2 separate regions of the Mus musculus genome follow, and region 2 is linked to region 1. The links are chromatin contacts, called in public Hi-C maps. All regions are on one chromosome and are shown on one strand. Each heading gives the region's core, a stretch centred on a gene start, on an enhancer-like site or on the middle of the called end of the contact. The rest is flanking DNA. Distances are from core to core; before and after follow the strand shown. Region 1 overlaps Gpc6 (glypican 6). Region 2 overlaps Gpc6 (glypican 6).

The links. Hi-C and Micro-C count contacts between places; a contact is called where the count stands out from the background.
Region 2: a contact with region 1 is called in a Hi-C map of adipose-derived mesenchymal stem cells, with 2.4 times the contacts expected there. The contact joins two enhancer-like sites. A contact is called at or near these places in 6 of 484 Hi-C or Micro-C datasets (the C2C12 cell line, adipose-derived mesenchymal stem cells, cortical neurons and 3 more), 2 of 115 datasets of contacts at active chromatin or transcription factors (embryonic fibroblasts and embryonic stem cells) and 1 of 9 other capture datasets (embryonic stem cells).

What each region holds. Positions count from the first base shown.
Region 1 is chr14:117,515,488-117,521,283 of GRCm38.p6, reverse strand. The region is part of intron 3 of Gpc6 (glypican 6); the gene reads right to left. Among named protein-coding and RNA genes, the nearest start is that of Gm52111, 260 kb to the left of the region's middle. Within about 2 kb of position 1,478, at least 25 of the 459 cell types and tissues checked have an H3K27ac peak or open chromatin away from gene starts, as enhancers often do. A contact at or near this core is called in adipose-derived mesenchymal stem cells, where this site is marked.
Region 2 is chr14:117,928,285-117,934,137 of GRCm38.p6, reverse strand. All of the region lies in intron 6 of Gpc6 (glypican 6), which reads right to left. Among named protein-coding and RNA genes, the nearest start is that of Gm52110, 21 kb to the right of the region's middle. Within about 2 kb of position 3,392, at least 140 of the 459 cell types and tissues checked have an H3K27ac peak or open chromatin away from gene starts, as enhancers often do. A contact at or near this core is called in adipose-derived mesenchymal stem cells, where this site is marked.

The sequences.
Region 1 (5,796 bases), core at 229-2,728:
CATGAAAATAAATCGAGGAAGCCCTAGAAACTTGGCTGTGCTTGAGCTAAGTAAGTCACTGCCTCAGTTTCCATCCTGTTCTTTAAGGAAAACGTGAAGGAACAGTTCATTGTATGCTGAGGTTAAACTATTCGGAATATTGAGCTATGTTAATTAGGATGGCTCTTTGCCTATACTCTTATTATGCAGTTTACTTTAAGTTTACCCTGCAGTAGGGATGAAAATCAACTGGGCCACCACTGGAATTTGTGTTACTGATTACACGGGGTTATTACAATCCAGCCCTTTAATTACATGAGTCTGTTCAGGAAAGGAATGAAGGAACCAACTTCAACTAGCTTTCTAAACTTCTTTCCTATGTAAGAGTCTGTCTGACTGTCCCATTCCAAAGTCCGGTAACTTGGCTCATTTAACCACACACTTAGCTCTGACCTTCACCCCCTTTGATTTTCAGTTGAGTTTAACTGGCAGATACATCCAGGAGTGAAATTAGGTTGAATTCAGTCATGGACAAGAAAAATATATTCTGATGGTTTTAATCAAAATTCCTATTTATTGAGTGCTTACTCAGACATGGATTTGGTTAAGCTCCTGAATAACTCATGCCATTTAACAGTCAAGGTTATCCATGAGAATAAGTAATGGGGTTACTCTGTTTCTCCGAAGGAGGAAGCTGGGGTTAAGGGAAGTGACACAGCTTTGCAGAGTCCTATTTTACTGTGTGTTAGGCATAGAACTCCACAGTGGGGTCCTATTTCTGTTGAGAAAAGCTTAAAGGAACATTTCATTGTGCTCTCTTAAGGTAAACATCTTTGTATGCAGTTGCCTTTGCTTAATCAGAACAGAATGAGGAAGCAATCACCAAAGGGGCCTATCTTGTCACCTTGGTATTTCTGGTCAACCAGATTGCTTAGCCATAATGCCTGTTTTTATAGGAAAAGTGTATAATCAAGGGAACCTCAAAACCACTGACAATAGGATGGTCCTTGGGATGAAAAATGTGTCCTTCCTGATTGTGTAGAAGAAAATAAAATCCTTCTTTGCAGTCACAGCCATTGTCCTTTAAACGAAGACATCTGACTATGCGTTAGCATGGCCTTAGCTTTTAAAATACACGTTGTTTACATGGCAGTCATAACAATCCTTCCTTGGTCCCCATAAATGAGCTAGGAGACTGTATGTATTAGGAGCAAAGTCAGTGCATTCGATGCTGTCTTAGAGAAGGAGCTGCTTGTCCACATATTTCAGACACATTTGTCTGTTTCATACAGCACATCACGTAGGACAGTCTGTGGATAGAATCTTTCACTGCAGGTAATGCTGTTCAGATCCTTAGCTGAATATACAGTAAACAGCATTGCAGGAGAAGCTGCCGGGGAAACATATGGCCTTTGTCGACAGTGAAGCCTCTAAACTGTACAGCATCATTAACGATGGGCTCAGCAGATTCAAATACGGACCCACATGTGTTTCCAGAAGCCCCAGTGACTCACATGTTTGCCGTGGTTCGTGCCAACTGGTAGTGCCTTGCTTCTATTTAAAGGTATACAGGAAAACGGAGGGACTGCATGACATAAAATAATTGACATTCCTAGGAGAAGCAACAATATGCCTGCCCAAAGCTGGGATCTTATCATTTCAATGAGTCAGATCATTAAATTTGAATTATGGCCCATAACAATTCGCTAGGCTAAAGTTATGAAAAGCTGGTCTCTTGCCAGTAGAATTAAACCCATACCAGTTTATTTTCAGCCTGAATAGTCAAACATATGTGTCAGGAAGCAGCCTTCCCCTGTGCAATGAAGATGCAAATTGAAAGGTACAAGTTATAGCTCTAAGCAGTTTTTACCCTTATCTATGGGAAAATACAGATTATTAATATGTGAGTCACACGAGGCTCCTGACTCTCCTCTGCCTGGAGAGATGTTAGAATATTATGGGGTGGTGCATTACCTTTAATCTGCACACAAAAGTGTCCTTGGTGGCTTACACAACTATTTGTCTATTTCTAGCATATTCTTTGTTAGATGAATTGCTTGTGTGTTGAACATATTTAACCAGCTACTTACATACTTTCTAAACTTAATTTCACTGAGCTTGTTGTATGTGATCTTCAGAATGTCATATTCCAATAGTGTCCGGGTGCCTGACCATTCTCTCTCCACACCACATCTGGACTCATTCGTGTGGCCAGAGGGCTTCATTGGATTTGAACCTGTTCAACTACTGAGTCTACATTATTGAATCCATCATGGCTTCAACTTCCTAGATTAGAATGCTTGCAGATAGTTCAAGTGCCCTGATGCTAAAGAAGTGTAGGAATTCTCATCACAAAAATTTCTCTTGGCAACAGGTGTAGACCACTATATAAAACCATATATAGTTTTGTGTATAATCAAAACACAAAACTGTGGTGTTTAGTCCCAGGGAATATATCTACAAAATATTGCCATGCACAAGGCTCAGGAAACATTGTGGAATAGGAGGCCAAAAGATTTTAAGAGCCAGAAAATCTGGGAGTTTCCTGTGAGGTTGTGTCTCCTAGAAATATCAGAAGCTACCCATACAATGTCATGCCAACATGACTATCTCTAAACATAATCTGAACAGGGCAATAACAATACATGTTTCATAGAAGGGAAACCCAAGAGACATCAACTCTACATAAAGAGTGAGTTGACTGAACGGCAGTAAACACAAAGGGTAACTTACCTCATCAAGAGGGAAGGACAAGAACAACATAAGAGGGATGTGCCTTCCTTCTGACACATCCTCTCCTGGGATGACTATCAGGAGGTGCCACTGACAACCACCCTCAAGTGAGCAAATCAAGACAGCTCTGGTGAGGCTCCCCCACCAGGGGGTTGTAATTTGTGTCAAGCTGATAGTGACCAACCATACCAGAAACTTAAACAATTAATGGATATTCTTATCTTCTACATTTTTTTCCAAAAAAAAAAATAAAAGAAAGAAAAGAAATTGAGCAGATTATGGTGAGAAAATAGAATGAGAGGCAATAAGAATGCCAAGAGTGGGAGAAATAGTCTGCCCCAAGGAAGAGTGTTCCAACTGTTTAATCAGTATCAGATGGCCAGCCCTGCAAATGGTCATACAGGTAGCATTATACAAGCTGAGCAGGATTAATTTAGGAATACATGTAAATGAATACATGTATGTATGCAGCAACAATTAATGTTAAAAGGGGCCATGAATTTAAAAGGGAACAAGGAAGAATATAAGGGAGGGTTTTCAGAGCAAAGGGAAAGGAGGTTATATTATAACCTCAAAAAAAAAAAAAAAAAGTAATAACAACAAGCAAACCCCCTCCACCTTGCCTACATTCCAGACAGACAGATGTGGGAGCGTAAGGACAGGGCTGCTGTTTTATGTCACCACATTTGAGGTAGATTTTTACCCAGCAATAGATAACATGGTTACACTTTTCATCTGTGGCCTACATCGTCATCAGGGTGGTTTCACTCTGAAAGTTAAGGTTCAGTGTGGAGCAAGTTCATCTGGGACTTCAAAAGGAGATGATGTGGCTTTTTCAAGGGAAGACCAGCTTCACCTACACGTGTTTCTCTTTGGGAAATTGCTTTGTAAAAATAACCAACTTAGGTTTCTCGTGCTACAAGTGCAGCGTATTCTATTTCTTTGTCTTCCTTGGTTTGAAGAATACAGAGAATATGATCACAGACTTTATCCAGCACAGCCTTTTTTATAGCTAAAGGTCATTCTTAAATTACCGATCCTACGTCTCTCCTCTGACATTAGCGAAGCAGACAAGGCTTTAGAGCCAGGAAGACCTCTGACCGCCTCTCGGAGTTTTGCTCTGCCGCTTACAGCTGCAGCCTTGGGTGGATTGTGAACTCCAGAGCTTTGGCTCTCTCCACCTTGTAAAATGGGGTGATGTGGCCTCGTGTGCTTGTTGGGATGGTTACTATAAGATCATGCACGTCAAATGCACAGTGCCTGTCTAGGTATTAGAAGTGTTAAGTGTGTGATAAAGGGTAACAGGACATTCTGTTCTTTACAGTCTCCTCACCTTTAAAATCTATGCTTACCATAGACTTACCTCTCCAAGCAAAGTAACTAAACTGGATAGCATAAAGTAGGGTGTGTATTGTATGTGTTAATTTTATCCATTTCACACACATATCATATGTATATATATATATATATATATAATTATCAAAGCATATATATTATGATAAATTTATCGAGTTTCTATTTGCCAGTTTAAGAGTTAACCAATCTCTAAGAGTTTTGGACTTTTTAGGGATGTGATAATTTACCTAGTGGGACTCAGAATCTAATGGGATCAATTGAAAGCAGAACACATAGCTGACCTTTTTCTCTCTTTCAAGTTACCGATCACAAACATGAATGAAAGGGAGGGAGGAAGGAAGAAAGAGAGGAAAGGAGGGAGGGAGGAAACAAGGAAGGAAGGAAGGAAGGAAAGCTCTTCCTATACTGTATTGGCTGATGTGAATCAGTGAAGGGTGTTTGTATTCCAGAATAAATGTTGATCCTGTGAATCCTGACTGCAGGAGAAGGAAATGCGCACCTTGATCGTTGAGTGAGAAGAGCATTGAAAGCACACTGGTGTCTCGCTCATCACAAAGATGCTTTCCTTTCCTAAGACACATGACGAATATTGGAAAAGAAATATCTTTTAGTACCTTTTCCTCGACAAATATTTGCAAGACACCATAAACTTAGTAGTCTTGACAGGGAAAGTCAGCAGCCATTGTAACCGCTGTGCTGTGAGCCAGTCACAGGGTATCTCTGGGACTGGCATTGTGCACGTGCAGGAGATTGGGCACGCCATTAGGCTCATTCTCCCAGATACAAAGGACAGCCATTTGTACTATATATCAAATATATAATAAAGAGGGCATGCAAAGAGAGATAATTAACATCCGAAGAAGCATTATAACTTAGGGGCTTGCAAAGCCTGTAAATTTAGTGTTGCTAGCAGACTAATCATCAATGCAGGGAGTGGAAAATGAAATAAGACCTTGGTCACACAGCTGTTGTAATGCACAATGTCACTTTGTGTGGATTTGCAAATTGGAAGCTACATCACCTTATACAGAAATAAGAAGCTGCATACTAAAGAGGAAGCATGAGAATGATAGATCATGAGCAATAAATTAGCCTCACATTGTCATAAACACATGCTAAATAAGGGAGCTGGGTTTAAATCAGTCTGACACATATCCAGTACTGACAGTAATTGTGGCAAGCACACAGAGAGCATTGCCTTCCAAGTGGTGCAGCCACTGACCAGGCGGCCATGGCTTATTTTTGACAAATTTTATATTTGAATAGCGAAAACATATCTGATTGCCTTAATCAAAACAGGGATTGGTTTCTTTGGGTAAGTTACACGGGAAAAGTAATTTAAGACTTCAATTCTAGAAATTTGTCTGCAAAAATGAAAAATGTTCTACGGGTAAAACTAAGGAAAGTGGCTATTTTTTTTTTAATAAACAACTATCTAGAATGGTAGCTGTCTTATTAATTTTTTTGTCTGTATTTGTCTATATTTGAAATAGAGTAGTATTCTCTTCAAAGGGTTTTGGTGACCTGCAAGGATGGGATTTTCTAATAGTGAAATGAAATGTGACAGTTACCTAAGACCTATCTATCCTTCAGTGAGTAGGTTCCAGGAAGAAACACTTGCTCGGTTTCCAACACAATTTCTGCTCTTTTTTTTTTTTTTTTTAATTCTACTCGATATTTAGTTAACGTGCTAGATTTAATCTAACTTATCAGGATAGTATACACAGT
Region 2 (5,853 bases), core at 2,143-4,642, 410 kb before region 1:
TTTCTCAGTGTTCTTATATTGCCATAACTTTGTGTATGAGCTGTCCTCTCTAAGGGAACAGCACTGGCTGTATGGCTGTGCTCATGCATTCTATTAATTATCACCCACTAAGCATGATTTCTATGTGGGGTACTTCATCAGGCACAGGAGCTAGACTGATGAGAAGCACATCATGCCTCCCTTTGAGGTATGAACATCAAAAGTGTGGCATGGTGCAAAGTTAAGGTTCGTAAGAACTGGAGGGAAAAAGGAGTCCATGTGGAGGGGCCACAGTGTCGCTATTGTTGTTGTTGTTGGTAGCGTGTGCATGTGTGTATGGTGTGTGTGTGTATGTGCACATGTGTGCATGCCTGTGTGTTTCCAACCAAAACAAGTGATTTCTGCATGAAGCCAGTTAAAATGAGAGAAAACAGGAAGGAATGTGTGATGCGGTGAGTGGATGGGTCAAGGCCTTAAGAAGGTGATCTTCATATTCAACGTCTCATGTGGATAGGGTCCTCTTGGGCTTGGAAAGTATTTTGCAATCATTGAAACGGAAGTGCCTAGGTTACAGAGGTAGGCACTATTGCGAGAGGAGTGGGTGGATCCCAGCAGATCCCACAGGACTGGAAAACCTACGTGAGCAGAGAGAGCTCATAAGACTGAATTGCCTGTAGTTTGCAGCAGCTAGACCTTTTTCCATTGAATATCCATGGAAGGTGACAGAACTGCCCAGGTGAGGACAAAAAGGAATGGAATGATTCTGGGGGTACCGCCCAGCTGAGCGGTGGTCTGGCTGCTAATGACCGAGAGATAGGCATGGTGCTGGCCACACCTGTCACAAGCTAGCTAGCTAGCACCTCTACAGCACACTTTGCACTTCAGTTAGCTGCAGCTTCTTAGAACTGCTTTCCTCTCAAGACTCCCCGCTTGCTCAAACCTTTGCCCATGCTACTGAGAAGTATTTTTTTTAATATTTATTTATTTATTATATGTAAATACACTGTAGCTGTCCTCAGACACTCCAGAAGAGGGAGTCAGATCTTGTTATGGATGGTTGTGAGCCACCATGTGGTTGCTGGGATTTGAACTCCTGACCTTCGGAAGAGCAGTCGGGTGCTCTTACCCACTGAGCCATCTCACCAGCCCCGAGAAGTATTTTTTTAGTATGCTGAGAGAGATGTCTTTCCTTTCTCCCTTTCCACATCCTCTTCATCCTTCCACGCAAAGATTCTGCAGGCCGAGAGAAGCTGGGGAGTAGGCTGGGCTGAAATTTTTCATCCATCCGTATGTTCTACCATTCCTTGTACTCTTCTGGTTAAAAAGGATAAAGTAGAAGGATTGAACAAGGGCAAGTCCTCCCATTAGTATGTAGAGAAGGATGGTCTCGACCAATCACCTTATAGTGGAGGATAGCCTCACCCAATCACTACAGAGTGGAGGAAAACCTCAACCAATCACTTTATAGTGGGGGTTGGCCTTAACCAATCACCACGTAATGGAGGATAGCCTCAACCAATCACCATGTAGTGGAGGATGGCCCCTGACCAATCACCATGTAATGGAGGATGGCCCCGACCAATCACCATGTAGTGGAGGATGGCCCCGACCAATCACCATGTAGTGGAGGATGGCCCCGACCAATCACCATGTAGTGGAGGATGGCCCCGACCAATCACCATGTAGTGGAGGATGGCCCCGACCAATCACCATGTAGTGGAGGATGGCCTCGAACATGTGATGCTTATGCTTCTACCTCCCTAATGCTGGAATTTCAGGCACCACGCCTATTGTTTAGTCTACTGCCGAGCCACGCCCAGTCCCGTTCATAGTTCTAAGCTCAGGTTGCTTAGTATTCCCTGTCCAACGTGAACACTGTGTAAACAGTTGTTACACTGATTTAGGGAATAGCGATGAAGAGGTCCTCGTATGTTCGGAACAGTATGTTTTTTTTTTTTTAATTTTTTAATATTTTTTGATCCAGGGTCGGTGGAATACGTGGATGCTAATGTCTATGCTAATTAACAGCCCAAGAAGTTTAACTAGTGCTGTCAGGTGACTTGTTGAATTTTGAGCGTTTCAGACAATTTCTGGAATTTTAATTTTCAGTATGTGTGCTCCCTGCTCCAGGTCGAAGGGATAAGTGATGCTTTACGGAATTTGCGATGGCGCCGTCGAGAGAGGGATATATATGTTCTCACACTTGCCTTTTCCACAGGAACGTGTTAATTAGCAGAGAGGCCTCATTACACTCAGCAAGCAGGCTTTTTGCCGACCCAGATCTGGATTGTTTTATTTTATTTTTCTCTCCCAAATCCCCAATTGAGGAGAAGCATCTCGTTTTCTCCAGGGTCTGGGGATGAGGGAGGATGAAGCAATCTCCCGTTACAAACGCTCATGGTTTGTCACATAGTAAAGTTACGAAAAAACAAGGTTTGGGTAAAGATGTGGAAGTGGGTCTCTTGGCAGACTGCAGGGCTGTCTGGACAGATGCACTGGCTCCTGGTCCACAGCAGAGCAGCATCACAGAGAGCCTCAGCTCAAGAACGGCATGCTTCGTGATGGTGTGTGTGTGTGTGTGTGTGTGTGCCCGTGTGTGTGTGTGTGCCCGTGTGTGTGTGTGTGTGTGTGTGTGTGTGTGTGGCAGGAGCCCTGGATAGGCTTAGAAGGGAAACTGGCTTCCAGCTGTGCTCTGCCAATGTGCTGCAGTTTTATAGGACCAAGTGGGGAACATGGGAGACCTCGCGCTCCTCTCTTCGCTTCTGTGATGCCTCCTCAGGCCAAGACTAGCTGGAGCCCTTAGAGGCCTTGGATACACTGACTCATCAGGCTTCCAGGGTGGAGCAGGCTGGTGACAAGGGAGAATGACTTTTCAGGAGCACAGAGAAGCCACCAGCCCCATCTGCCTGTATGCAGTTTCGCCCTGGCTTCTTCGTTTCATACAACACAATCTTACTGCTGAGTAGCAGTGCTGAGTGTCTCAGCCTGAGGAGCGCAGGGAGTGGCCCAGGGAGCTGTAGGCCAACCCAATCCCCTTCCTGACAGCATTGCCAGACTGCCTTCATCTGTTTCCTCAGCCTATTTCCTTAAAGGTGGAGCCATCTCCAGACCAACTGCCTACATACAGCCCTTACACCTTTCCTCAGCCTTGAGGCTCTGCAGAGAGGGCAAAAGCCACTCTTCAGTAAACACAGAGGAGCATAGAAGAAGGGCGCGCAGCATCCCAGGAAGCCCCAGCCTGCCACCACCGAACCCTGGTTTCCCACCTCTGGGTCTTGTTTTGCTGTCTATGTTTCTTTTCTTCTCCTTCCCTCGCCCTTTGTTCTCTGTTTCCAAGGCTTCCTGACTGTGTGGTTTAATTACCCGTCTGCCCTTGCCTCTTCGAAATCGTCTGGAATGTTTCTGAGACATCCAGTGCTGACTCAACCCCATCAGGGAAATTCATGAGGATACGCTACCAAGGATCCGATTCCCTTAGTAACAGCTCTTCACTGTTTCATGTCTGGTTATTTTTATTTAAATCTGAGACCGAGGGAGTTAGCGTGGTGGGCCGAGGTCATGGAGGGCAGCTCAGACCAGTGACCTAGCCACAGATTCACATTCTTTAGGAGCTTTTGTCATTTGAGCTGACCTCCCTATTCAGGCAAGGGCTGATTGCTATTCCTCTTGGTTTTGGGGGGGGGGATAAGGAAGCGAGTTCCCACCCCCCACCCCTAGGGAGATTGTGGTTGAGTGAATTAGAGGCTCAATCACGGGCCCAGATGTGCCATCTTAACTCCCTGGAGCCTCCCATCACTTTCCTATAGTTTTGTGTTCCCACAGAAGACACTGGGACTTCAGGAGCTGGTCTGTCTCAGAACCAGTGTGACATGGGACAGCTGTATAAAGCACTGCCTCCTGAGGATTCACTCTGGGCAGATTTGGTTCTCAGAAATTCTCATTAAGCAGAAGAATGCAGAGGGCTCGCTGGGGATCTGTGTCCCTAGGCGGTGTTTTATGGAAGCTTGGGGGAAAGTTGCCATCCATAGACTTTTTATTATTATTATGACTCTGTCTTTATGGGGCTCCTCCCACTCTTCACCTTTCTCCTTTGTGTTTCTGGTTTGAGTAGGTGCTGCTGGCCTTTTCTGTGAGAGAGCCGTGTGCTAATATGTGCGGGGTACAGGAAGTGAGTGCAGAAGGCACTGAAACATAAATGCAAACTCACCTGCTCCCTGCCCGGAAAGTCTGCGCTCTCTCTCTCTCTCTCTCTCTCTCTCTCTCTCTCTCTCTCTCTCTCTCTCTCTCTCTCTCTCTATGTTGGATATTTTCATTAATCATTCTCGAGTTCTATTTTGAGACAGGATCTCTTGGTTGGACCAGGAGCTAACTAACCAGTTGGGTTAGTCTGTCTGCCCCATGAGCCTCCTGCCTCCATTTCTCCAACTCTGGTGCTACATAGGTGCACATTTCCCCAGCTTACTTGCTGGGTTCTGCGGGATAGAACCCAGGTCCTCATGCACAGCTAGCATTTTACCAACCCAGCCATCTCTTCAGACCACAACCATTATGCTTTTTAAAAGTCACAGTCTACTAATGTCAGACACTCATGCACAGTTAGCCCTGTGCCTGAGAGGGTGACATTTGTCTGTGGATCTCTTGCCTACTGCCGACTCCTGTTCTGTATCCTCTCCTGTTTATCCTTCACCTTCTGCTGAGATATCAGCTTTTTCTTGTGTGTTTTCTAGCTTCCCAGACTGTCCTAGAAGATGCCCCACTGCCTCTGTGTACCAATTCTTCCTTCCAGGCACTTCCACAAGATGGATCTTTCATTCCATTCTGTATAGAACAGGGAGATCAATAGATATCTTACATACACATATATGTCTTTGAATTGTATCACTTTCTCCAAAAGACACAGTTAAGGCACATATATAAAAACATGTATATATAAGACATATAAAATTTTTACAGCAGGATCCACGGTGGGATGCCAGTGTGAATGCATAGCTCGGATGAGTGAGCCCTGTTCAAATTGCTCTGTGTGCTGTGGCTGCTCCTCCCCTTGGTTTTCTTTGTGTAGTACAGGGTCTTGCAATGTATCCCTGGTTGGTCTGTAACTTACTGTGCATATCAGGTTGGCCTTGAACTCCCAGCAATCCCCCTGCCTCTGTTTTCCCAGTGCTGAGGTTACAGGTGCCATGACCACAGTTAGTCTACTTTCCCCACTCTGACAAGTAGCCAGGCTCAGAGATGTTTCCCAGCACAGAGCTTCAACACCTGCCTGGAATCATCCTGGAACCATAGAGGACTTTTAAGAATACCAAGTCTGGACCAACACCCATGGAGAAATCGCTCCATCTGGAACACAACCTGAGCCTGTGGAATTTTTAGAAGTCCCAGGTGGTTGATCATAATATGTGGCCAAGACTGAAATACCCCGTAAGAGGAGTTGTCTCTGGTTTGGAGATGGGAGCTGGGATAGTGAGGAGGGAGATGCTAAGAGACTCAGCCACCAGGTGTGTGAAATTAGAAAGACCACATTCTCTAAGAAATAGAGAAGTTCCCAGCATATTCATATTTTTTTTTATTTGAAGAGCAGCAGGGCTTCAATCTCTGTGCTAAGCACACCAGTGAGAACAATTCTGCCACCACAGCTGCCAAAGAGAAACCGTTGAGCAACTTCTTGCCCTGGACTTTAGGAATCTTAATGAGATACCGAGTACCTTGGATGAACACAGCGTTAAAACCTAGAGGAGATAAAGACAGATTCATAAGGAATGTTTCCTCCAGACTGTGACAATGGCGTATGCCACTTGACTTAAATGCTTAGAAGCCTGTGACTAAGGAAGGTCTCTTGAATGAAGTGGCTTGTGAGTTAAACACTGAAGAAAT